2 separate regions of the Mus musculus genome follow, and region 1 is linked to region 2. A link is a contact called in public HiChIP or PLAC-seq data. All regions are on one chromosome and are shown on one strand. The core of a region is the stretch at or near the end of the contact, and the rest is flanking DNA. Distances in the headings are between cores, read along the strand shown.

The links. HiChIP or PLAC-seq counts read pairs in DNA pulled down with a chosen protein or histone mark.
Region 1: an H3K4me3 HiChIP or PLAC-seq map of pro-B cells shows a contact between it and region 2, with 2.6 times the contacts expected there. The contact joins the enhancer-like site here to the promoter of Pxn in region 2. A contact is called at or near these places in 7 of 484 Hi-C or Micro-C datasets (B cells, the C10 cell line, the HL-1 cell line and 3 more), 6 of 115 datasets of contacts at active chromatin or transcription factors (bone marrow-derived macrophages, embryonic stem cells, neural tube and 2 more) and 4 of 9 other capture datasets (adipose tissue, embryonic stem cells, liver and 1 more).

Annotation. Positions count from the first base shown.
Region 1 is chr5:115,598,254-115,604,375 of GRCm38.p6, forward strand. It overlaps Gcn1 (GCN1 activator of EIF2AK4), which reads left to right. Exons shown (of 58, transcript NM_172719.2): 32 at 448-613; 33 at 819-1,013; 34 at 4,133-4,379; 35 at 4,960-5,081; 36 at 5,757-5,871. Among named protein-coding and RNA genes, the nearest start is that of Mir7029, 20 kb to the left of the region's middle. Within about 2 kb of position 4,443, at least 5 of the 459 cell types and tissues checked have an H3K27ac peak or open chromatin away from gene starts, as enhancers often do. A contact at or near this core is called in pro-B cells, where this site is marked.
Region 2 is chr5:115,504,000-115,510,620 of GRCm38.p6, forward strand. It overlaps Pxn (paxillin), which reads left to right and starts at 2,677. Exons shown (of 12, transcript NM_133915.3): 1 at 2,677-2,869. The coding sequence starts at 2,857.

The DNA.
Region 1 (6,122 bases), core at 3,193-5,692, 96 kb after region 2:
CTAGCCAGCACATGCGCATTCCCCATGCCTGCATGGCTTGGTGTGCTAGTGCCTGTGGACTCGTCTTCCTATGTCTTTGCCAGTCCAGTCCGACAGCCGGGAATAGGATGCAGACTTTCTCCTCGAAGGGGTCTCTTGTCTCTGTGGCTGAGGAGAATAAAGTCCACTCTGCTTTGTCCCCAGCCAATGGCTGTCGCATCTGTCATCTTGAACATCTTTCTTCTAGCCTGTCTGAGACAGGGGTGCTCATTGTCTTTCATAATCAGGGAAACAGAGAGACAGGGTCTGTGTTTCACAGGCGGCTTATTCACAACACTTGGGCGGTTGCTTCATAGTGGCTTGCATGCTCTCCCTGCCCCAAAGCTGTGTTTGCAATTGTCCTCCTTCCACATGGGGCGCCCCTGGCTGTGACCCTGGTCAACCCACAGGCTCCTGTTTGCTTCCTAGGTGTGGCCTAGCCTTGGCCCTGAACAAGCTCTCGCAGTACTTGGATAGCTCTCAGGTGAAGCCGCTTTTCCAGTTCTTTGTCCCGGATGCCCTGAATGACCGGAACCCAGATGTGCGGAAGTGCATGTTAGATGCAGCGCTCGCGACGCTCAATGCCCATGGGAAGGTGAGCAGATGACGAAGGAGCACTGTGTGACAGGGCGCCAGCACCTGCTGGGAAACTTCATTTGTTGCAGAGAGACCATGAGAGGATATAGTTCTCAGGGCTCTGCTGTAGGCCTGCTGGGAAGCCGGGTAAGCGGGCAGCATTGCCAGCCCCAGCAGCCAGCCTGTGGCTTGGAGCTGACCTGTGCTCGGTTCTGCCTTCGCAGGAGAATGTCAACTCACTGCTGCCAGTGTTTGAGGAGTTCCTGAAGGACGCACCCAATGATGCCAGCTACGACGCTGTGCGGCAGAGCGTGGTGGTCCTCATGGGGTCTCTGGCCAAACACCTGGACAAGAGTGACCCCAAAGTTAAACCTATTGTTGCCAAACTCATTGCCGCCCTCTCCACACCCTCTCAGCAGGTACCTTTCATTGGGGATCCCTGGGTCATTGCAGGTGGGAGGCCATCCTGGGTAGGCTGTAGCGTGCTAGCTGCTGAGTAGGCTGACAGAAAGCAGCCATCTTCCCTCCAGGGAGAACCCAGGCACTTCCTACTCATTAACTAGAGGTTTGTTTTCTGGAATGTGTATGTGTGTGAGCATACATGCATGCATGAGTGTGTACAGATGTGCATGTGTGAAGATATGTATATGCATGCTTGAGTTTGTTTAAATTAAATCTTGCATTGAAGACACAAAGATTTAAATAAAAACAAACAAACAAACAAAGAAAACTCCATACAGAAGCCAACATGGCAGTGCCTTCCTTTAATCTTGCAGAGGAGGTGCATCTGTAGACCAGATAGGGCCATGTAGTGAGACCATAACTCAAACCAGCCACACCCCAGAGAGGATCCCTTTGTGGTTTCCCCTTGGCCTCTCTGTGTGCTGGCTACACATTACAGGTACCTGTAAGGTCTCTCTGACCCATGCTCCCAAGGACTTTTCTTTTCCTCTTGTCTGGAAACCATGCATTTATATCTAATTCCTTGAGATTGACATACTGGATCTTTCACACCCCGAGTGTCCTCATGAAAGTTACAGTTGGAAACAGTTTCAGGATTGATCAGAGTCTGACCGCAAAGGGCAGCTTAGGCAGCTGCCGCGTGCGCTCTGTGGCTGGGCTCTGTGGCTGGAACGTAGGATTCAGCGCATCTCTCTCTCCTCGCCTGGATCTGGTTTTCTTACACCCAGCACCATTCCCTGGTGACGCTGGTAGGTGTGGGAACTAGGAGATGTGGTTGTTTAATCCAGGCACAGTGCCATAGCACGCTGCCAGGTGGACCCCCGTTCCCTGCTGCCTGGGCCTTAGGTCTTTGTTCAGACCGGGGTTGCTTCAACTTCTAAAGTTTACAACCCTTCTTGTCACAGACATTTTACTCATTGCTGGGCATTTATGTATATAAAATAGGTATGCAAATCAAATGTCTGTGGTAATAAACCGTAACAGTTAAAATCAGTTCTTTGGTATCTATGAAATGATTATCATTTATTAGAGCTTAAAACAGATTTGCATACTAATGAGATAGGTGCGCTTATTTACTTTTTTTAAATTTATTTTTTTTATTAGGTATTTTCTTCATTTACATTTCCAATGCTATCCCAAAAGTCCCCCAGAAACCCCCCCCACACACACACACAAACACTCCCCTACCCACCCATTCCCACCTTCTGGCCCTGGCATTCCCCTGTACTGGGGCATATAAAGTTTGCAAGACCAAGGGGCCTCTCTTCCCAGTGATGGCCGACTACGCCATCTTCTGCTTCATATGCAGCTGGAGACACGAGCTCTGGGGGCTTATTTACTTTTAAATAAACAAATTTTGCCTAAATAGTTGATACTACTTAGGATGTAGAATTTCAGTTTGAGTTGATTTCTGACTTAAATCAGTGCTAACAATGCTACTTTGCATAAATACGTAGTACAAAGTGGCAGGCTCTCACACACATTTTTTTTTAATATTTTTTTCATTAGATATTTTCTTTATTTAAATTTCAAATGTTATCCTGAAAGTTCCCTATACCCTCCCCCCGTTTTGTTTTGTTTTGGTTTTTTGTTATTTTTTGAGACAGGGTTTCTCTGTGTAGCTCTGGCTGTCCTGGAACTCACTCTGCAGACCAGGCTGGCCTCGAACTCAGAAATCTGCCTGTCTCTGCCTCCCAAGTGCTGGGATTAAAAGCGTGTGCTACCACTGCCCGGGCCTGTTTTGTTTTTTAATTTTTCTTTTTCTTTTGGTTTTTCGAGACAGGGTTTCTCTGTATAGCCCTGGCTGTCCTGGAGTACACATATATTTTTAATTGGCATTTTTCTTATTAGTTTAGTTGGAGGAGGCACGTGCCTCTGTGTAGAGATCAGAGGACACTTGCAGGAGTAGGGTCTCCCCAGTGTGGGTTCCCAGGATAGAACTCAGGTCATCTACTTGGCTGAGCTTTCTCCCTCACCCTCCCCTTTTACATAGATATTTAATTGGAAATCAGAAAGTTGTTTTAACCCCAAGCCAAAATTCATAGACTACTTTTTTTTTTCTTAATGAAACTCTGGTCATTGGTACAATCACTTCTTAATTAACTAATTAAGGTTTCTTGGGGTGTGTGATGAGGGTCTCACTCTATAACCCTGGCTGGCCTGATGCAGACCTGCCAGGCCTTGAACTCAGAGAGATTCACTTGTGTCTGCCTCCCAGGTGCTGGGATTAAAGGCGTGTGTCACCACTTGTTACTAACTGACTGACTAACAGATTTTAAAAAGTAAGTGTTCTAAGGCAGTGGACCCACAGCTGTAGTGATCTGACACTCACAGACTGAGGAACCCTGCGAGGAAAGCATTGAAGTCTCTCGTTTTTTGCCAGGATCATTCTCTTAAGTGCATAAAACCCGATACACACAGCGAGATGTTGCCGTGCCACACAGTGGTCTCAGTGCAAGCTGAGGGGCTGAGCAGCGATTACTGCTGTTGGTGTGCAGCACGCTCAGGATAAAGTGCATTTGTGTGTGTTCAGACCGAGGTTGCAGTGACGTCACAGGAGGCGACACTCCTGGGCTTTGTCAGGAACACCTCAGAGTCTTTTGGGGGGGGGGGGTTGGTTCAAGACAGGGTTTCTCTGTGTAGCCCTGGCTGACCTGGAACTCACTCTGTAGACCAGGCTGGCCTCGAACTCAGAATCCGCCTGCCTCTGTCTCTCAAGTGCTGGGATTAAAGGCATGCGCCACCACGCCCGGCTCACACCTCAGAGTCTTATGTGTTAGATTTGGAATTAGTGTTTGGCTGGTGTATATTCAGAAATGTTTACTGTTTCCTAGTGTCTCACAACCCCTACATTGACTTAGGGTGTGGCCCCATGTAGGGCTGGGAACCTCAGTTTAAGGAGCTATGGTTTCGACCCGAAACAGCACTATAGGGTTCTTGTTGATGGTTGCACTGTAGAGCGGGTGTGTCGTAATGACTGTGGAACTAGCTCACTGCTCCTCAGGTGCTTTGTTTGACACTGGAGCAGTGAGATTGGGCTCAGCTGTCCCTGATGTGACGACGGCTGCTCCCGCAGGTCCAGGAGTCTGTGGCCAGCTGCCTGCCACCTCTCGTGCCTGCTGTCAAGGAGGATGCTGGGGGCATGATCCAGCGGCTCATGCAGCAGCTGTTGGAGTCGGACAAGTATGCGGAGCGCAAAGGGGCGGCATACGGGCTGGCGGGCCTGGTCAAGGGCCTGGGCATCCTCTCCCTGAAGCAGCAGGAGATGATGGCCGCGCTGACTGATGCTATCCAGGACAAGAAGAACTTCCGAAGGCGAGAGGGTGGGTCCCCTGAGCCCGGGGCTGACGGCACAGGAAGTGGGTGCCCATGCACGCACGCACGCACGCACGCACGCACGCACGCACACAGCAGAGAAAGGGAGGGCAGGTGGGACTCCTCCCAGCCCTGTCCATGGTGGGGCTGACCTGCACTTCGCCCTTTTTCTGTCTGGCACTGCTTGGGCTGAACCCCAGGCTTCAGCTATTCCACGCAGGCTGCTCTGCTGCCGAGCTGCGCCCCAGCCTTTCTTATTTCCGTGTTTCAGGCTAAGGAGTCCCTAAGTTACCAAGCACAGCCTACAACTTGGTGATCCTCCTGCCTCAGGTTCCAGAGTGCAGGGATATAAACTTGTTCCCCTACCTGCTTTATGACTTCTAACACAGCAGAGAGAGGCTTGCCTAGTGGTACTAGAAAGTGTTGGAAACTCCCCTGCCTCCTCCTCTGTCGCCCTCTGCCACATCCCTGCCCAAGGACTGAGACAGGCGGCTGCACTTAAGTCTGTCCATGACTACGGTCGCCTGAGGAGGTCCCAGGAGCCTGGTGGCCTTAGCGTTCTCAGCCCTCCTGTCATCCTCTCCCCAGGAGCGCTGTTTGCCTTCGAGATGCTCTGTACCATGCTGGGGAAGCTCTTCGAGCCTTATGTGGTCCACGTGCTGCCCCATCTGTTGCTGTGCTTTGGGGATGGGAACCAGTACGTGCGCGAGGTAAGTCTGGGGGCAGAATGGACTGTTCCCAGGCAGGCTTGGTCAGGGAGGGGTCTAAGATGGGTTCCAGCCCCTGCTGCCAGAGGCCTGTCGGTGCCTACCTGGGTTACCGCTATGAATTTCTCTCTGGTTCCCTGATGCATTGAGGATTTTATTTGTGTGTGCATGTGTGCTATGTGTATGCCTGTGTGAGCACATAAGGAGATTCCAGGAGCTAGAAGAGGTTGTCAGATGCCCTCTATCCCCTTTCAGCTGGGCTGGAAACTGGCAAACCCCAGCTAACCCTTCATATGGGCACACACATGATGTCCTGGCTTATTACGTGGTCCTAGTGTCCAAGCTTCCGTCCTCATGATTGCTAAATGAGTTGCTTCTCTGTGTAGCCCTGGCTGTCCTGTAGAACAGGCTGGCCTTGAACTCTGAGATCTGCCTGCCTCTGAAGTCCTGGGATTAAATGCCATCAGTGTCTGGCCCAGACACGTGCTCTTAACTGCTGAGCCATCTCTCTAGTCCTAGTACGGAAGCTCCTTAAGATTTGTGTGGCTGTTTGTCTGAACTTGGCACAGGGTCTAACAAAACCACCATCTTGGTGACTGTAGGGACACGAGGGTCAGTGGCGGGCTCAGTGCTTGCCCTGACAAGGAGGCCCCTGACTGTCTTCTCTCCTCCCTTGAGGCTGCAGATGACTGTGCCAAAGCTGTGATGAGCAATTTGAGTGCTCACGGTGTGAAGTTGGTGCTCCCGTCCTTGTTAGCTGCCCTGGAGGAGGAGTCCTGGAGGACCAAAGCTGGTGAGGCCACACCCCTCCATCCTGTCCTGAAAATGACCCTCAGTAGGTACACAAGTAGTCACAGCTCCTGTGTATGGACACGGCAGTCTGTAGAGTTAGGGCTCTGATTCCTGGATCAGGCTTCATGCAGAAGCCACAGCCCTGGGGAGATCCCGAGCTTGAAAGCTGTAGTCTGGAAGCTTCTGGAACAGATAGATGGAGATTCTGGTAGGGAGGGCAGGGCCTGGGTCCTTCCTGCAGAGGCTCCCTTC
Region 2 (6,621 bases), core at 1,427-3,926:
CAATAACAATATCACAAACGCCTATTAGTCACATTATTGGACTTCAAATAGTTTTAATTTTGTCTCTTAGTTTATCTGTATTTTTTTGTAAAGATTTATTATACATAAGAACACTGTAGCTGTCTTCAGAGGCACCACAAGAGAGCATCAGATCTCATTACAGATGGTTATGAGCCACCACGTGGTTGCTGGGATTTGAACTCAGGACCTTCAGAAGAGCAGTCAGTGCTCTTAACTGCTGAGCCATCTCTCCAGCCTCTCTTCTTTATTTTTATTTTACAAATCACTTGTCTTAGTTACCTTTTCAATTGCTGTGACAAAACACCACAAGCCAGGCTGTGTTAATAGAGCAGTTCATTGGAAGCTTGCTGTTCCCAAGGGCAATGCCCATGATCACCAAGTGGGGGGAGTCAGGCAGCAGGCAGTCGGGCCTGGCGCGGGAGCCGTAAACTAAAAGTTTAGGTCTTGATCTATGAAAAGGAAGCAGACAGAGAGTGGGAATGGAGTGGCGCTTTTGAAACTTCAAAGCTTGCTTCCTAGTGACACACCTCCTCCAGCAAAGACCACACCTCCCAGTCCTTCCCAAACAGATCCACAGGCTGGGGAACCGAGTGTTCAAATATATGAGCCTGTGGGGCCAATCTCATTCAAACCACCACAGTGTACACTTTCTACTATTAGGGATGGGAGTACTGCAGACTAAATCCAGGGCTTCAGGCACTTTAAGCAGGTGCTTTGTCACTGAGACAAAAAACATTTTTTTTTCTTCTTTTGGTTTTCAAGACAGGGTTTTTCTGTATAGCCCTGCCTGTCTGGGAACTCACTCTGTAGACCAGGCTGGCCTTGAACTCAGAAATCCACCTCCCTCTGCCTCCCAAATGCTGGGATTAAAGGGATGCACTACCACTGCCCGGCTGTTGTGTTGTTTTTTGAGACGGGTTTTTCTATTACGTAATTCTGGTTGTCCTGGAACTCACAGAGATCTACCTGCTTCTACCTCCTGGGTGCTAGAATTAAATGTATGTGCCACCATGCCTGGCCAACAGTTTACATTTTTATTTGTCAATGATTTTAGATAGAGTCTTATATAGCCCAGGGTAGTTTCATAATCAATATTTAGCTAAGGATGGCCTTGAATTTCTTATTCTCCTGCTTCCACTTCCTAAGGGTGGGGATTTAAGTCCTATGTTACTTGTTGGGCTGGTCTTGAAGTATGTATGTATGTATGTATGTATGTTTTGAGACAGGGTCTTATGTAGCCCTGGCTGGCTTTGAACTGAACTGACTGTGTGGTGTTAAGGACAACTTTGAACTCCTGATAAACTTGCCTCTGCCTACTAAATTCTGGGATTATAGTCTTGTGCCACCACACTCAGTTTGTGTGTGTGTGTGTGTGTGTATTTATTTTTAAAAGTTTTCAAAAAATTTAAAATTTGAGACAGGTCTTCCTATAAATTGCCCAGTTTAGTCCTTACTCTTTCTCTAGTCCAGTGTAATCTTGAATTTGAAGACCTGCCTGCATCTCCCAACTAGCTGAGATTATAGTCCTGAGCTACTACACCAGGCTTTTATCATCCAGTTTCTGAGTCCCCTGGGCAAATCTGCCAGGATCCGGGAATGAAGTTTTGGTAGTTTTTGCTTTGCTGTAATGTGGGGTAAATCTACCTTGTGCAGAATTTTGGCAGTCTCTAGGAAGGGGGAAGCAGGGAAAGGGGTAAAATGAAAGGTTTCATAAGCTCTAAAGTACTGGATCTGGGGCCAGAGTTGGTCGCAGCCACTGCTGATGTTACCAGTCAGGACAAAGGTCTCAGGTTCCAGCCTGGCTGGAGGTACAAAGAGACCCTGTTTCTCCGGGCAGTGGTGGTGCATGCCTTTAATCCCAGCACTCAGGAGGCAGAGGCAGGCGGATTTCTGAGGCCAGCCTGGTCTATAGAGTGAATTCCAGGACAGCCAGGGCTACACAGAGAAACCCTGTCTCGAAAAACCAAAGAGAGGGCTGGTGAGATGGCTCAGTGGGTAAGAGCACCCGACTGCTCTTCCGAAGGTCCAGAGTTCAAATCCCAGTAACCACATGGTGGCTCGCAACCATCTGTAACGAGATATGACGCCCTCTTCTGAAGACAGCTACAGTGTACTTACATGTAATAAATAAATAAATCTTTAAAAAAAAAAACCATGAATTGTTTCAACATTAATTCAAATGAATACTTTAAAAAAAAAAAAAAAGAAAAACCAAAGAGAGAGACAGAGAGAGAGAGAGAGACAGAGAGAGAGAGACCCTGAGAGAGAGAGACAGAGAGACAGAGAGAGAGAGAGAGACCCTGTTTCACAAAAACTACATCTGGGATATTATTCTGGGATGACTAGCACTGCCATCAGTCCAAAGGCTCCAGGCAAGCCGATTTAATCCTCCTGGGAGGTGACCTACAGGGACAGGTGGACAAATCCGACTCTCTTGAGTGACAAATCTGCCACCGACTCTCTTGAGTGACTAGTCTGCCAGAAGGTCGGGTCAGACTGAACGCAGAGGTTCATGGCCTATAGACGCCACCAGCCTGTCCAGCCGCCAGGGGGCGCCACGACCACGCCCAGCTTTCGCCCCCTGCGGGATTGGGCGTGCTGGGGGGGTGGGGGGTCGGAGGCGGGGCGTGGCCAGCGTGCACGCGGGGGCGGGGCTATCCTGTCGCGGGCGCGCGCGCCGGCGGCGGCGGCGGTGGTGGAGGAGGAGGCAGCGCGGCAGCGGGTTCCGTTCCGGGCCGAGGCTGGACGCGGAAAAGTTGCGGGGCGGCGAGGAGCAGCCCGGAGACGGGCAGCGAGGGCGACATCGAGCCGGGGACTGGCGTCTGAGGACCAGCCATGGACGACCTCGGTGAGTGCGGGAGACGGAGGGCGGAGCGGCCGGGGCCCGGCGGCCGCCGATCCCACCCTAGCGCCCGGCTGGGCTGCGGTGCCTACGGCCCGGGGCTGTGCTGGCCGCTCTTCGCTGCGGCGCCTGAGGACCTCGATCCCGTACTGGGTGTTCAGGGACCCACCTCTGGGAGAGGCGCCCCGCTCCCGGGGCAGACCTCCTTGGCTTGCAGGAGACCCTCACTTGGCTTCCCCACCCCCACCTCAGAGCGTCTGCCTATGGGACTCGGTCTCAGAGGCTGTTTCTTCTATGACCCCCCTCTGTTCCCTCCAGGCCACCTTCCACTTTGCACACTGCCCCCAGACCCCCCACCCCGTTTCAGGGATATAGCCCCTTTCGAGAGAGCCCACCCATTTCCTATCACAGCCCACAGAAAAGCTTGTGAGGACCACACCCCCATTCTAATGACAAGTGTCCCCGGGGGTACTGCATATACACCCCCCCCCAACCCCCACCACACACCGTTTCAAGTCTGGTCACCCTGTATTACAAGATCAAGTTTAAACTTAGAAAGGCAAGTTTGGGGGGGTGGTGGCTTATGACTCCCGCCTCTCACCCACCGTTCCCAGACCCTGGTGACATGCCAGAGGAATGAGAAGGGGAATGGGCCGCAGGCTACGGCCATCTCTGAACGTGTCCTGGCTGGCAAGGTCCCCCACCCCCAGCATCAGAGCTGCTGGAAACCCCACAGGTAAAGAGGACAGGACACCCAGAACAGAGTTTTAACTGTCCTCGTGTTATTGGAGCCCAGAGGCCATTCTTTTCAGCCCACACTTGGTCTGCTGTTAGGACAGAGGAAAGGAAAGACTCTCCTGGAAGTGGATTTTAAACCCAAGGGGGTTGATTCAAGGCTTCTAGGAATGCCCAGTGAATCCCAGCGTGAAGGAGCCCCTGTCTTCCCCTCCCCGGAGGGCCCCTCAGCTGAGGAGGTGTGTGTGGGATAAAGTCCCTTCTCTGTAGGAGCCTTGTCTTCACTCTCTGGACTGTGGGTGGCTTGTATGACCGCTGGTGCCATCCGTGTCCCTGGCTCTGAGGAGCAGATTCACTAGATAAGACTGAGGGACCTCTCAGGCAACACAGGGTACCAAGTTAAGACTGGTCATTTTTAAAACTGGCTACAGTTTCCTTGTGGGATCAGGGAGCTGGTGTAACATCCTGGAGGCTGGGATGGTGTTGGGTCCTGCTTGGTTCACGGAGTGGGCTGTCTGCCAGGCATAGCTATGCTTTTGGGTCAGGCTTGGCACGTCCGTTCCCGATGCACTCAAGGTTGGCGTAGCTTCCAGGCAGGTATTTTTAATTTTTATTCTTCCACATAAAAATACCTGAGCTTTCGAAAGGAGGCCGGGGTGATGAGCTTTTGAGTAGGTATCTGAATGTGTAAGGGGTTCCCCCGGTGGGGACGAGGGGAATCTAGTCACAGCACCTCACAGGCTGGTTGAGGGCCCTGTTGCTTCTGGACAGTCCCCGTGCTGTTTGAAGGACTGAGGAAGTCTTTGTAGTGTCCGCAGAGCTCGGAATTCCCGGCTTCTGACTGTCTTCCATTTAGGGCCAGCACACTGAGTTGTCTTTGAAAGGAAAGAGTGCTTTCTGGCAGACGGGGACCGTAGGGATTGAAATGGGCTGTCTGTGGAGTTCTTACCCATGCCTGGATTTGTCCTGTCCTTTCTGTAAGATCACCCTGAGGCCATGGCCACCAACACTACCTCTATTTAACAAGAGACCAAGAGAGGCTGAGTCTCTGACCCAAGGTTGCACAGCCCAGAAACGAATGAAGTCTGTGCCTAGAAGCTGGTCCCTGGGCAGCTCCTGTATACATTCCTTCCGGGGAAGGGGGTGAGCTGGTGCTGGCAGGAGGGGTGGCAAGGGGTGGTGGCTGCCACCTGTGACTTCTGCTGCCTTCTCTAGACTCTCCAGTTGCTCCATCCGAGCTACACTGCCTCCTTAGTCTGGGCTCTCAGGGGGCCGTTCCGCCTGGCTGACCAGAGCCCAGGGCGGGGTGGGGGTAAGGATGGATGTGCAGGACTGGAGAGGAATTTGCTTCTCAGCCCAGGCGGTCAGCTGTCTGCATGGCTGCTCAGCACACTGCCCGTCAGCTGTTTTCCTAAGTTAGGATGGCTTATGACGGGCCAGCCCTCTTGTTTTTATTTGTGTCCCAAGAGAGATCTCAGCAGCGTGCACCTCCCCGTCACTTAACATGGGGCAGTCGTTTAAGGTGATCTCCTTGTGGCAAGGCCATGCGTGGGGTGCATACCTAGCCTCCATGATAACGGTGGGGTTTTTTGGGGGAGGGCTTGAGAGTAAAAATAATAAATCAATTTAAAAAGATTAATTGGAGGACTCTTCCCCTCCTCACAGTGGCCAGTGAGAGTCACCATGTGCTGTTTAATAAGTTACAAATTTATAGCTCATTGGTCAGAAAAAACAAAACAAAACATAAACACAGCGTGTTCTGCCTTCCTCCGCGTGTTCCCTGCGTTTTTTTGTGTGCTGTTGGGCGGCTGCTTGGTGGCTTTTCTCATTAGACGCTTAGACGCTGGTTTGGCCCAGAGCTCCTTCTGTTCAAGTTCTGGCCGGGGTTTCCTGGACAGAGTTCTCACAACACAGATCACTCTCATTATGCTTTCTGCCCTGGCTCTCCTCTCTCCCTCTCTCTCCACGTTCATGTTGTTCATGTCGGTAATGTATTTGGGGCGGCCGTAACCACAGTGTGGCCTGCCTGTCAGGAATCCCTCTTCCTCTGCTGGAGACAGGCCCCGTGCTCAGCACTTTCTCTCTCTCTCTCTCAAGAAGCCTGAGCTTAGACGTTCTGGCAGAGCTGGCTGGGGTTTGAACCTAGATCGATCCAATTCTGGATCTGGTCGTCTTAATCGGAAAGCATTAGGACCTAGTACTAATCAGGGAGCGGACCCCAAGAGAGGCCTGCGGAGTAACTGGTAGTTACCTCTAAAGTTTCTGCTCTACCAGGCCAGGAGGTCCCCCAGGAAATGGCTTGATAGCATTGCCCGCTCCTCCATAGCGGGGGACACAGCCAGCTGTTGGCAGTGGCCAGGCTGCTGGAATCTGGACATGTCTCCTTTCAGCTTCTCAGCGGGCTTGACCCGTTGGAAAACAGTGCCTCATTGTGTTTGGGGGTGATGCTATGAGGGTGGGTGTGGGGGTTAAGGGAGTTGCCTGGGGCATTCCGGGCTACAGAGCTGCCTAGTCTCCATAGGAAAGCTGGCCTTAGGGCTCGCCTGTATGTGGTATCTCTGTGTGTTAGGCCTGGTTCAGAGCAGAGGCTGGACCTGTGACAGAGGCGGTATCCAGGGGTCGGGCAGCGAGGCCCTCCCTCCCAGTGGGTGTTGTGTGAGGTGCCTGCTGGTAAGGGTGCCCAGCTTGGATTTGAACCCTGGGTGGATTGTGTTTGATTGTTAGGCAGATCTTTTCTGATCAGGACAGAAAGCTGTGGGCTTTGGGCCGGGTGATATCTTTCTGATGGGGGACATTGCATGTTCCTTCTTTTTGCTTTCTTCAGGGGTGGCCGTGTGTTGCAGAAGCCGGGCCCAGTCATTGGCTGGAGGGGTCTGACAAAGGCCAACAGTTGCTGTTGGGGCCCTGCAGGGCCACTTCCCTACATACTAATCTCCTGTGGAGCTTCTTGTGGCCTTTACCTTGTTTCAAGACCAGAGATGTTGAGGAACTTCTTCCAGGGCTCACTTAGCCTTTTACTGAGC